Linked DNA regions of Sus scrofa: all the other regions are linked to region 3. The links are chromatin contacts, called in public Hi-C and HiChIP or PLAC-seq maps. All regions are on one chromosome and are shown on one strand. The core of a region is the stretch at or near the end of the contact, and the rest is flanking DNA. Distances in the headings are between cores, read along the strand shown. Region 1 holds the start of TRMT112 (multifunctional methyltransferase subunit TRM112-like protein). Region 2 holds the start of ZNHIT2 (zinc finger HIT domain-containing protein 2). Region 3 holds the start of SF1 (splicing factor 1).

Region 1 (4,157 bases), core at 672-3,171, 410 kb after region 3:
CCGGGAACCTCCATATGCTGCTGGTGGGGCCCTCAAAGGACAAAAAACAAAAGACAAAAAATAAAATAAAATAAAATAAAATAAAAACCTCGTATGCTCTCTTAACTACCGCATCATCTACACCCTCTGGATACAAGCTGCCCCGGGACTACATGGAGGTTAGTGAACAACCTCCACATACACCAGGTCTGAGCCCCAGAAGGGGGAGTCTCACCTTGGAACAGCCAGGAGTAAAGGCCCCAGGGACTCCAAACAGCACCCCCTTCTTGCCCTTGAACAGCTCTGCCAGGTTCACCTTTTTCTCAGGCTCCCCTTCAAACACCACCACCGATGGGATGGCATCTCCCACCTAGAGGCAATGACAGCCAGGTAAGGGGGTGGGTGCGAGGGAGGCCAAGGGCACGGTGGTGGGGGCGGGGGGCAGCACAGAGGGCCTAGTAGCCCTGCCCAGTCAGGGGAAGACACCCAGCGGCAAAGTCCAACCCTGTCAGAGCTTCAGAGATGCCTCCCCAGCCGCCACCTGGTTATCCCACACCCTTCAGGTTTCAAGGTGGCCCGATTCCTCTTAAGGGCCAGTTGGTGACAACAGAAGAAGTGGGAGAAGGCCCCCCTGGGTGTCGCAAGAGGTTGAGTAAACAAGCGAACTTACAGGAAAGGAGTGGGATAAATGGGCAGGAGGAAGAGGCCCTAAGGGACCCAGAGGGAAGGGACACTGGCCATGTCTGAAGGTCCCACCCCAAGAAGAGAAAAAGGTAGGACAGCAGAAGAAGGTGGGAGGGTTTGGGAGGAGGGATGCAGGTCCCTATAACCAGAAGGTAGAGAATGAGCAAAGGAATCTCTGGAAGGGGGGAAGAATCAGTGGACCTGGGAGTGTGTGTGGGATTCATGGGGCCAGAGGAGGTAGACAAACCGGAGGAGATTCGGGGGTGAGGGGAGAGCCTCGGAGAAACGCAGCAGTTAGCTGGAGGATGAAGCAAAAGGAGGAGGGGGTCTCAGAAGACGGTGGGGCAGGGGGAGTCCCAAGGAGCTGGGAATGGTCCCAGGAGATTAAACTTGGCAGAAGAGTGGGATATCCAACAGCACGACAGAGCCAGAGGGAGGGTATAGGGGAGGGCACCTATGGGGGCTGGAAAGGGCAAAGGAGATGGTTCCATATGGTGGGGGAAGCCATACTCAATCTCCTGAAACTGGTGGAGACCCATGGAGTGAACGGGGAACGGAAGACGAGGGGAAGGCCCTGGACCATGGGGACTGTCCCAGGTGATGGGGGGTAGGGACCCGAGGCCGGTAAAACTGGCGAAAATGTTGCAGCCACAGGGTCTGTTGAAGAGATGAGAGGGACAGACAGGCGTGAGGTACCTCTAGGGCGGCGGGTTGGGGCCGGAGAGCAAGAAAGAGGGTGTCTCTCTCCGAGACAAGGGGGACGAAGGGCCTTGGAGAAACAGGCGGGGGAGGTGGGGAGGACGAAGATGGGTCGGGGGTCAGGACTGGCTGGTCCAGCAGTCACCTTGATCGGGGCCATGGCTACACCGCGCTTCTCAAATCTCGGACCCTGCCAAGCGTCCACTCGAGGTCTCCTTCCAGGCACCCTCGGCTCCCGCCGCTGCCACTGCTGCACACTCAACGGCAGTCGCCCGGGAGCCCACCAAACCTGCCGGGCTGCGCAGAAGGCGCAGCCGCACCAACAGCCTGCGGAGCCTGGAAGCCCCAACGGCTCCACCCCCACCTAGAGGCTGAGTCGGAGGCCTGCCCAACGGGCTACGTAACCCGGCGAAAGGCGGGGCAAGGGGCGGGGCTTGGACGCCCCAGGTGGCCGGCGAGGCGCCGCCACTGCGCAGGCGCGGGCGGCGCGCGCAGGGGCGGAACTTTCGGCGATCTCGGCGGATTTGATGTAGGGACGGGATCAATGGCGCACCTTCCTGTAGGCGGAGCCTTCCGCTGCCCCGCAGCTTATTTTCCTTCAAGGATAGGGTGCCTGTTCTGATGGGCAGAAGTTACAAATTGGGGCGGTATTTCCGTTCCTTCACCGAAAGCGAGGACGAGGTGGCGAGGGGAGAGAAACGGTGGTGTCAGGCGCCTGTATGCGAGTAAAACATTTTTATTTTGCATTCAACGAAGACTCCTGCATCCCCGCTGTTTTACACGTAATTTGCATTGTACACGATTTGTAGCAATTGGAGGTCTGTCAGCCAAAACCACTGGGCCTGCGTCATAGCAAGCTCCTGCTGAGATGCTTCCGGGAGCCGCGCGTGATCCCATCCCACCTCTTCTCCCGCGAGCGCAAGAAGTTCCAGCAAGTTCGCTGTTTCCGCTCCTCCCACATGTCCGATAGGCTAGAGCGGAGCGGCCGGGAAGTGACGCCAGCGGGATCCGGGCTCTTTCCGGCTCGGGCTTGGCGAGAGCGCGTTGTGGCGACATGAAGCTGCTCACCCACAACTTGCTGAGCTCGCATGTGCGGGGGGTGGGGACCCGTGGCTTCCCACTGCGTCTCCAGGTACCCGCTGTCGGGGGCGACCTCAGGCCCCCTCTCCCGGGCGCGGGGTGGGGGGCGACTAGGAAAACCAGGATCCGGGCTTTGTCTGACTAAAGTCTCTCCGCCCCGCAGGCCACCGAGGTCCGCATCAACCCCGTCGAGTTCAACCCGGACTTCGTGGCGCGTATGATACCCAAAGTAGAGTGGGCGGCGCTTCTGGAGGCGGCCGACACCGTGAGGACCCTCCCTCCCCTGCACGTCCTCGGGGGTGGTGTCCCTGCAGCCCTGTACACCAGGCCAAGGAGCCTGGCCTCGGGGCGAGGGTCGGGGATCCCCAGAGATGATTTAGGCGTCTTGCCCACAGTTGCATCTGGTCGAGGTGCCCAAAGAGCCGATTCAGGGATACGAGCACGATGAGACATTCCTGAGGAAGATGCACCACGTGTTGCTGGAGGTGAGAACCTGCCTGTCACTTGCTTTGCAGCCCTGTACTCACACCTGGAGGCTGCCAGTGCTCAGCTTTGTAACCCTTTTCCTGCAGGTGGATGTGTTGGAGGGCACCCTGCAGTGCCCAGAGTCTGGACGTTTATTTCCCATCAGCCGTGGGATCCCCAATATGCTGCTGACGGATGAGGAAACCAAGACCTAAAACGGTGCCGGGCACCAGTTTGTCATTCTGTGACCGTGTGTGTTTTTGTGTACATAAGTCTTGTTTGCTAGTTCCTTTGTATCCCCGACCCCGGGCCCAGTGACACACCAAACACAGTGTTATTGAGCTCGATATTATATTCTTTTTTCTCATTAAAGGTTCAAAACCAAAAGCGGTTTCTCTTTGCAGCAAATATACATTAAAATAGAGTCTCTGTACAGCCAAGGGCTCTGGGCCCTGGCTTGCCCCATGTCCCTGCGCCTCCCTGGCCAAACCCAAAAATAAATATAGTGTTATTGCTCTGCAGGGCATAGAGGCAGTGCTCTCCCTACCCCCTGAGGAGGCTGGGTGGGAGCTGATGGGGGGGCCCTGGCCACCTCAGGGGTCCAGGGGCTGGAGCCTGCTTGGAGTTATTGCTTCAAGGGGAGGGGGCAGTAATGCCCAATGCAAATGATGAGGAGAAGAGCGAAGAGAGCAGGGGCCTTTGCTCTCCAAATCCCCCTCTGGTCTGGAGAGGAAGTCGGAATAAGCAGCAGCAAAAGCTTCACCCACTGGGAGACTGTGGCCTCCACTCCCTTCCCTCCCTGAGATCAGGCGTCTGCTCCCCCCCCACCACACACACAAACATGTCCCCTGCAGCCCCCTATGGCTTCCGCAAGGCCCCCTACACTCTGGGGGCACGTTATGGCTTGCGAGGGGCAGCACTGTGCCCAGAGCCTGGGCACACGTTGCCAGCTTCTAACACCCCCTGGGAGGGGGGAGGGAGGGCGTAGGGCCTGCTCCCAGGGGCTGATGGTGTTGCCCTGGCCCTGCCAGCAGGCTGTGGCACTGCCCAGACCCCAGCTCTGCCCCTCTGGGTGGACCCTATGCTGAGCGGGTCCTGCCAGCACCCCCACCCGTGCCCAGCCCTTGCCTCAGTCCATCATGGCCTCGAGCATCTCCAAGAACAGCTTGTGCATGGGCACCTTGCCCTCCAGCTTCACCCCATAGAAATGGGCCAGCACTTTGCCCGCTGTCTGGCGAAGGAGTGGCAGC
Region 2 (4,321 bases), core at 558-3,057, 320 kb before region 3:
GAGATGTGGCTTCTAGTTCTAGGGCTGGTGTTGTGAAAAACAGGTCTCGTTTTGGTTTCTTAGCAGTGGAGTAGAGTCAGCAACTTGGGGGGGGGGGGGAAGGCTGGTAAACCAATTGGTCCTAGTGATTTTGTTTGTTCTGACTGGCTGGTTTTGCTAACCTAATCAGTTTGATTATTTCAGTGTTTCTAGAAGTGGGGTTCTCTGGGGTCGATTTAGGTTCCCTCCTAGCAATGCATGCATACCATTCAGAGTCTGCCGGTTCTTGGAATACGGCATGTTATGCGGTGAAGACTTTAGGCTCTAGACTTGAACTGTCTTGAGTTTGGATACTTGTTGCATTTATTTACTGGCATGAACTATTTAATCTCTGCCATCATCTCTTGAGAGTTGCTGTGAAGATTAAATTGTGTCAAGTGCTTAAATCCGAATCTGCCTGCCATGTAGAAAACACAAACATGTTGGTTATTTGTGTCTTTTGTAGTGATTGTTCTGGAAGATACTGGCCCCCATGCCTTCTAGGGGTTTAGCATGTTGTGGGGAAAACAAGGGAACTAAATACTTAAAAGTGTTACAGTTTCAAAGAAAAGTAGGCAGGGTGCTGTAATGAAGGGGAGTGTGAGGGCGGAGAGCTATACCCTATCTTTCGGGAGGTCTGAGGATGGGCTATGTGAGACCTGAAACAGGAGCCCATCAGGAAGTGAGATGGTGAGAGTTCAACCAAGAGAACTGTGTGCAAAGGTGTGTGCAGGTCTGCAGGGTCTTGTCAGACATGGAGAAGAGTTTGGGTTGGAGTCCCAAGTGCAATATAAAGTTACCAAGTGCAGGTAAGGGTTTTAACAAGGGTCTCGTGTGATCTGACTTGTCTAGTATTTTCTTTGGCTGACTTTTCTGGAGGGCTGGCAGGTAAGAAAATTAGGAAGCCAGTTAAGCTGATGCCATCCAATTGAGGAATAAGTAGCTTAGGCCACCAGTGGTGGAGGGGGTGCAAAAAATGAGCAGACTCCTCAAATCCATCCAGAACTTGGTGGGCAAATAAATGGGCCATGTTGAGATAAAGACAAGGAATTTCGAAGGCAGCCCAAAGGCAGGACTGGGTGTGAGTGAAGGACCACAGAACTAGAGCTTACTTTCAGGGGTGCCGTGGATCGAGGCACAGTTTGTGGGTCAGTCACTCCCCCACACCACTACCACAAACTAAGCTCTATTAGGACAGGTACCCTTTTGTATATGGTCGCACCCCAGTGCTGCTGCAGTCGGATTTCCTTTCTTCCTTTCTCTCTCTCTCCCCCTCCTTTCTTTCTCTTTTTCATTTTAGGGCCTCACCTGCAGCATATGAACATTTGGAGGTTCCTACCTGGGCTAGGGGTTGAATCAGAGCTGCAGCTGCTGGCCTACATCACAGCCAGAGCGACGCCAGAGCCAAGCCTATGGGACTTACGCTGCAGCTTAGCGCACGGCAATGCCGCATCATTAACCCACTGAGTGAGGCCAGCGATCTAACCAGCATCCTCATAGGTACTAGTTGAGCTCTTAACCCACTGAGCCACAACAGGAATTCCCTGCAGTCAAATTCTTAACCTACTGCACCACAGTGGGAACTCTCTGCCTTTTTGCTCCTCAGTGTGTTACCGGTGCCTAGCGTGGAGGGCAAAGTTAAGCAGGAGCTCAGATATTTGTTAATGTTGCTTTCTTAAAAGGCGAAATGTGCATGATAATGTGAGAAAATAAAATGTATACATGTATGTGTAACTGGGTCACCATGCTGTACAGTAGAAAAAAAAAATTGCATCAGGGAAATAATTTTTAAAAAATTTAAATGGAGTTCCCATTGTGGCACAGCAGAAGCGAATCCGACTAGGAACCATGAGGTTGTGGATTTGATCCCTGGCCTTGCTCAGTGGGTTAACAATCCAGCATTGCCGTGAGCTGTGGTGTAGGTGGCAGACGCGGTTCAGATCTGGCATTGCTGCTGCTCTGGCACAGACCAGCAGCTGCAGCTCTGATTAGACCCCTAGCTCAGGCAGGTGCAGCCCTTAAAAAAAAAAAAAAAAAAAAAGGACAAAAAAAAGGAGGGGGAAATGTCCCCAACACACACGCCCAGTCTAGACTAGGTGCCCCACTTCGGCCTTCCTTCCACTCCGCTTTGTGTCCAGCGCAGAGACGTCTCATCTCCAATGGGCTTGGCATATAATAGGTGCTCAGCAAAGATCGATTGGGTTTCGCCACAGCGATTTATCGTGCAAAAAAGGCAACCACTAGGGGGCGAGCTGGCACCACCAGAGCGCCCTGCGGGACGCACTACCTTTCCCAGCGCGCAGGGTGGGGCTCCGCGGGAGGCGTTGACGATGCTCGCAGCTCTCGCTCCTCCCCTAGCGCTGCTCGAGAGAGGGGTGGGGCTTGACTGCCGAGTGCGGGCGGAAACTGCCGAGAGTCCTCAGGGCTCCGACTCTGCGCTCCGTCGGCCCCGCGGAGGGGCGGAAGTAACCGAGAAGCGCCGGAAGTTTCCGATCCTGTGCGTTCCCGGGTGGCCTGCGGCGCCAGTTGCCATGGAGCCGGCCGGGCCCTGTGGTATCTGCCCGGCCGGGGAGGCCCAGCCGGCGCGCTACACCTGCCCTCGCTGTAATGTGCCCTACTGCTCGCTGCGCTGCTACCGGGCGCATGGCACCTGCGCTGAAGACTTCTACCGTGACCAGGTGCTGGGAGAGCTGCGCGGCCGCAGCGCCTCACCCAGCCGCCTGGCCAGCGCCCTGCGCCGGCTGCGTCAGCAACGCGAGACCGAGGATGAGCCCGAGGACGCAGGCCTCAGGCCTGGCCCGGCGCCCGGCGGCCTCTCAGGACTCTGGGAGCGGCTGGCCCCGGCCGAGAAGGCGGCTTTCGAGCGGCTGCTGAGCCGGGGCGAGGCCGGGCGGCTGCTGCCCCCGTGGCGGCCGTGGTGGTGGGGTCGTGGGGCCGGGCCGAGGCTTCTGGAGGAACTGGGTGATGCTCCGGGCCGTGACGCCGATGAGCTGGAGCCTGCCCCCGCGGGGTCGCCGCCGGAACCCGTCAAGGATGAGCCCGCGGCCGCCGGGCCGACTCCCGGAGACGCCCCCGGGGTCTGCGCGCCCGCCGTGCCCACCCGGATCCCCACACTGGCCAGCCTGAGCAGGGGCCGCGCGTCGCCGCTCGTGCGCTTCCAGCTGCCCAATGTGCTGTTCGCCTACGCACACACTCTGGCCCTGTATCACGGCGGCGACGAGGCGCTGCTCTCCGACTTCTGTGCCACGCTGCTCGGCGTTTCTGGAGCCCTGGGCGCCCAGCAAGTCTTCACCTCTGCCGAGGAAGCCCTGCAGGCCGCAGCCCATGTGCTGGAAGCAGGCGAGCATCCGCCCGGGCCCCTGGGCACACGGGGTGCCATGCGAGAAGCCGCCCGCATCTTGCTGGGTGAGGGCCCGGCCAACCAGAAAGGCTACACGCTGGCAGCCCTGGGGGACCTGGCTCAGACCCTGGGCCGGGCCCGGAAACAAGCCGTGGCCACCGAAGAGCGAGATCGCCTCTACCGGGCCCGAAAGAAGTGCCAGTTCCTGCTGGCTTGGACGAACGAAAATGAAGTGGCCCTCACACCGTTGGCTCTAGACTGTGCCAGGGCACACCGAGCCCACGCTGTCGCAGCCGAGGAGGTGGCAGCCCTCACTGGGGAGCTGGAGCAGCTTTGGGGAGGCCCCTTGCCACCTGCCCCCAGGACTCTCATTGAGGAGCTCCCGGGCTGAACTGGAGACACTCTGTCATTAATAAAACTGCGACTGGTCTGCCCTGTCACAGGTGCCCATTTCTGAGTGACAGCTGTTGTCCCAGCCACCCCCAGACTACCTCTCAGCTTCTCCCAGATCAGAGCTGACCCAGCTATTTCTTAAACAGCCTGGCCCCAGAAAGGAAGAGAAGCACCACCAAGGGTTCCAGATGTTTATCCAAGGGGGAAGAGCAGCCCCTCCACTCCGTTTTTGAGCATGGGCTTCATCTTGCCCTTGCTCCAACCCCCTGTCTGAGGCAGTTCACCGCTGCCTGTTGGAGCTCAGGGTGGGGTAGGGTGCCGGCCCTAAAGTCCCAGGCATGTCCAGGCCCCTGGTGCTGGGTGTGCTGGCAGATGGGCCTGCCTGCATATGCCCGGCCTGGGGTGCGTGGAGCTACTTCAGTAGACATAGGGCATGATTCGGTAGGGCACCCGCCGGCAGTATTCGTGCCAGGCCAAGCCATACTTCTGTAGACACTGCTGCTCATCGCGGGCCTCCCGGTGCACCAGCAGCGCAGTGAAGTAGAGGAGGTAGAAGTAGGGCAACAGGTG
Region 3 (4,296 bases), core at 414-2,913:
ATGGAAGTTCCCAGGCTAGTGGTCAAATCCGAGCTGCATCTCCACAGCAATGGGGGAATCTGAGCCACATCTGTGACCGTACACCACAGCTCAGGGCATTGCCCAATCCCTAACCAATTAGCAAGGCCAGGGATCTAACTCACATCCATGATACTAGTCAGTTTTCTAAACCTCTGAGCCACAATGCAAACTCCACATCTTTCATGTGAGTTTCTCGTCTTCATAAGTCTTCATAAAGACTCTACCTATAGATGACTAGTAATTTCTTTCTTTCTTTTTTTTTTTTTTTTAGGGCCACACTGCAGCCTATGGAAGTTCCCAGGCTAGGGGTCGAATCAGAGCTACAGCTGCCGGCCTACACCACAGCCACAACAACACAGGAGCGGAGCCGTGTCTGCAACCTACACTACAGCTCATGGCGAGGCCAGATCCTTAACCAACTGAGCAAGGCCAGGGATCGAACCCACATCCTCATGGTTCCTAGTCGGGTTCGTTAACCGCTGAGCCAGGAAGGAAACTCCGACCCTGATAATTTCTATGTCTGTTTTACTATTGAGATTTAGAACTTTTTATACCATTTACTAGCTAAGTCTTTGCCTTGTTGGAGAATCTTTTTCCAGACTTCTCTGTTTCACTAATTTGCCTTTCCCACAACAATACCACATTGTTTCATTATTGTATCTTTTATATGCGTATCCTCTGGAAAAGCAAGCTCCTCTCAACCTCATTTACAAGTTTCCCCACTATTTCCATAGTTATTATTTGATATGACATGATTTAATCAACCCCAATCACGTTGGGAATTCTAATTCCAATGCACTGTATCTGTAAACCAATTTTCGGAATTGACAACTTCATATTGCTTTCTATCTAAGATACCTGTACCTCCATCGGCTCAGATACCATTTTTAATCCCTTAGTAGGACTCTACTTTGTAGCTTTTTTCCCCATTTTTAATTTTTTTCAAAGAAAACAGGAAGTCTCCTTTTACCTGAGTCGTCAACGGATCAAGTTTACGGGCGCGCGCCAGCCCCTCCCCCGTCCCTCGGTTCCGGGTTACCATGGGAATCGAGGATTGACGTCATCTAGGGCTTCCGCGCCGGACCGAAGATCGACAGGGAAGCCAGGGCCTGAAAGGCGGCTCTGACCATCTACGCATGCGCGCTCTTGCTCCACTCCTCCCCGACCTTAAATCTCATTCGGCCTGGGCTTTTCCGGCGCGACCTCTCGCTTAAACCCGGCGAGACTACTCCCCGTGGGAGGGGAGTAGAGAAAGAATCGAAACAGCGACAGCCAATCCCATGACACTACGACGCAATCGTGATTGATTGACTCCATCAATTCCAGCCAATGATAGAGCTGTTGGCCCCACACGTCATAGAATTTGCCCCACCCGATCCCCTCCTTTCTGGACTCCGAGCTCAGTCCGCGCAGTAACAAATGAAGTGCGCGCTGCGACACCTCCCAGCTCGCCAGGCTCGGCCGCCATTTCCTCGCCAGGCCTAACGGTCCGGCCAATCCCAACGCACATCGAGAAGGGCTAAGGCTCCACCAATCGGAGGCCGCAGATTTCGACCCCTTGCCTCGGCCCGGGCCAATCCAGGCTCCGGCCCCGTCGCCCCCGGCCCGCCCCCGCGGCGCCCTCTCTCCTCCCTCTTTGTGCGTCTCGCGCCGCCGCCGCCGCCGCCGCCCGCCCGCCGCGTGAGAGGACGGGATCCGCGCGCTCCGCGGAACGCAGTCAGGTTCCCTCCCCTCGGAAGAGTCACGAAGGAGAAGCCGTCGCCGCCGAAAAGGAGCCGCCGGTGCCGGTCCCCGGGGGCGCCATGGCGACTGGAGCGAACGCCACGCCGCTGGGTAAGCTCGGCCCCCCCGGCCTTCCCCCCATCCCCGGCCCCAAAGGGGGCTTCGAGCCGGGGCCACCGCCTGCCCCCGGGCCTGGGGCGGGGCTGCTGGTGCCCGGGCCGCCGCCGCCCCCGCCTGTGGGCTCGGTGGGGGCCCTGACCGCGGCCTTCCCTTCGCGGCGCTGCCTCCGCCACCGCCGCCGCCGCCGCCGCCGCCCCCCCGCCTCCCCAGCAGCCGCCGCCGCCGCCGCCCTCCCCGGGCTCCTCGTACCCACCGCCGCAGCCGCCCCCTCCGCCGCCGCTCTACCAGCGCGTGTCGCCACCGCAGCCGCCGCCGCCGCCACCCCAGCCGCCGCGTCAGGACCAGCAGCCGGGCCCGGCCGGCGGCGGAGGAGGTGAGTCGGGCCGAGAGAGCGCGAGAGGCGCCGCGCGGATGGGCCCGGCCGGCTGAGGGGCGCGCGGCGGTGGCGACGGCGGCTGCACGCGGCAGGGGCGCGCGCGCGCACGGGGAGGCCCGGGCGGAGGCGCCACGGGGCGCGCGGCCTGGTTCTCGGGCCTCGAGTGCGCACGCGCGGTAGGGGAAGGGGTGGGGGCACGGCGGGAGGAGGTTTGTTGCGCGCAGGCGCAGTGTGGCGGCCGGGCCTTAAGGCCCCCACTAAAATCTGGCGGGAGCTCTCTTGTTCTCCACTCCTAGTGTAGGGGAGTGGTGTGGAGGGGTCGAGTGGGTGGATGGGGTGCTGGGTGTGCATGTCTGGAGGGCTTGGAAGGGTCAACTGATGACGTGGAACATCCTTTTCTGGTTGTAGAAGAGTCGTAAAGGGAGGAAAGTACAGAGAGTAGCTCCTCTGTTTCTACAGTAAGGCAGCGTTTTCATTGCAGAGAATGAAAGAGATTGAAAGTCTTTAGGGGATGGTTGGGTCCGGTTTTTTGGTGTGTGTGGGGGGGTTCATTTTGGGGAAGGAAATTCTCCTTCTTATCTTCCTTTATGTACCTTAAAAGAAGTCTGACCCGCCTTCCTCTCTTGAGGCTTCCCCTTAGGCCTAGCTCCTGAGAAGTGGAACACTTTTGTGAACCAAGTGCTAGGGAGTTCTGCCTGTGGACTAGGGTAGGAGGATTTGGCTACTATTGTGTAGCTTGTTTTTTGTTGACCTTTTGATGTATCCTTTAGACATTAAGTGACCAACTAACTGGCCAGGAAAACTCAACGCTGATCTTAGCTAAACTTAGAAAGAAAGTGATCTTGCTGAAGGAACTTTTTCACTTAGTAACCGTAAGGTTGGTTGTGTTCTGGCTCCCTTCAAAAGGTGACAGGTGGGGAGGTGGAAGTGGGAGGAGCCAGCAGGTCCCAGTGTTGTTTTATGGACTTGTCTGAATATTGAGTCTGCTCTTATTGCCTCTGGGGCTGTTAATGTGTTCATGGGCAACTGTGTAATATACATATATGTCCTCAACACTTTATTTCACTACTTGAAACTGTGCGTTGAGATTTAGGTTGTTCTCGTGCTTCGCAGAATTTCTGTGGTCAAAAACTGTAAATGTGGAATGTTAACTTTTCAGACTCTGGTCCAGGTATCCTTCTAGTGGCCATATTTGTGTGTGTGTGTGTCTTGTCTTTCATTCTTTGCCATTTCATTTTAGGTCACGTTCTGTTTCACAGTCTGCTGAGGTTGTGTGTAGGACCATTAGTACCCTGAACTGCCTGTCGGAAGTTATCCTGGTAGTTTATATTTGCATCTGATGAACTTTCTCTTCTTTAGACTTCCCAAGTAAGAAACGGAAGAGGAGCCGCTGGAACCAAGACACAATGGAACAGAAGACAGTGATTCCAGGAATGCCTACAGTTATCCCCCCTGGACTTACTCGGGAACAAGAAAGAGCTTATATAGGTAAATACACGTTCTGCACCCAAACGCTTTTTCACGTTATTATTCTGAGAAACATTTTATCTGTTCAAAGTTTGAGACTTTGAAGTGTTTTCTTTTCTTGAGAGGAGGTGTTGTCAGGTATGCTTGTGACTTTGATATAATTCACTTTTGCTCCAAGAGGCCTGCATTTGTAGCTTTTTGTTTCAGTCTGCTTGTAACAATAGTGTTCTCCATGAGTGCCAGGAGGGTAGAGGGGCCCACTTAGGAGTGAGAATAGTCCCCCGTCCAGCACCCTCCCCCACCCTTTTCAGCTGCTGTTCATTGCCACTTGATGAGGTGAGTGTCTCACGCCTCTCTGGACACGGCCCCAGTGGAGCACATTGCAGGTATTGTAAACCAAGTACCTTTCTCACAGCATGGCCTTTCACCATAATTTCATATTCTTCCCTTCCCTAAAATGTGGTCTTTTATTCTTTATAGGTACTTTATGAAAGAGAAAAAAAAAAACCTCAGTTTAATCAAAAGGTGTTTCTGAAAGTGTGTTTACAGTGCACCCCTTTTTACCATTTTCGTTGAATTTAACTTTTCCT

The links. Hi-C and Micro-C count contacts between places; a contact is called where the count stands out from the background. HiChIP or PLAC-seq counts read pairs in DNA pulled down with a chosen protein or histone mark.
Region 1: a Hi-C map of liver shows a contact between it and region 3, with 4 times the contacts expected there. The contact joins the promoter of TRMT112 here to the promoter of SF1 in region 3. A contact is called at or near these places in 2 of 47 Hi-C or Micro-C datasets (heart right ventricle and liver).
Region 2: a contact with region 3 is called in an H3K27ac HiChIP or PLAC-seq map of alveolar macrophages. The contact joins the promoter of ZNHIT2 here to the promoter of SF1 in region 3. A contact is called at or near these places in 1 of 5 promoter capture datasets (liver), 3 of 47 Hi-C or Micro-C datasets (liver, mesenteric adipose tissue and skeletal muscle) and 1 of 2 datasets of contacts at active chromatin or transcription factors (alveolar macrophages).

Annotation. Positions count from the first base shown.
Region 1 is chr2:7,800,263-7,804,419 of Sscrofa11.1, forward strand. It overlaps TRMT112 (multifunctional methyltransferase subunit TRM112-like protein), which reads left to right and starts at 1,922. Exons shown (of 4, transcript XM_003122572.5): 1 at 1,922-2,494; 2 at 2,606-2,707; 3 at 2,838-2,927; 4 at 3,015-3,294. The coding sequence starts at 2,417. The coding sequence ends at 3,122. It overlaps PRDX5 (peroxiredoxin 5), which reads right to left and starts at 1,693. Exons shown (of 6, transcript NM_214144.1): 1 at 1,508-1,693; 2 at 215-349. The coding sequence starts at 1,522. It overlaps ESRRA (estrogen related receptor alpha), which reads right to left. Exons shown (of 6, transcript NM_001170521.1): 6 at 4,037-4,157. The coding sequence ends at 4,037.
Region 2 is chr2:7,072,850-7,077,170 of Sscrofa11.1, forward strand. ZNHIT2 (zinc finger HIT domain-containing protein 2) reads left to right here and starts at 1,808. Exons shown (of 1, transcript XM_003122543.4): 1 at 1,808-3,808. The coding sequence starts at 2,178. The coding sequence ends at 3,749. TM7SF2 (delta(14)-sterol reductase) reads right to left here. Exons shown (of 10, transcript XM_003122542.4): 10 at 3,929-4,321. The coding sequence ends at 4,169.
Region 3 is chr2:7,389,632-7,393,927 of Sscrofa11.1, forward strand. It overlaps SF1 (splicing factor 1), which reads left to right and starts at 1,664. Exons shown (of 15, transcript XM_003122587.5): 1 at 1,664-2,007; 2 at 2,010-2,071; 3 at 2,074-2,236; 4 at 3,599-3,727. The coding sequence starts at 1,824.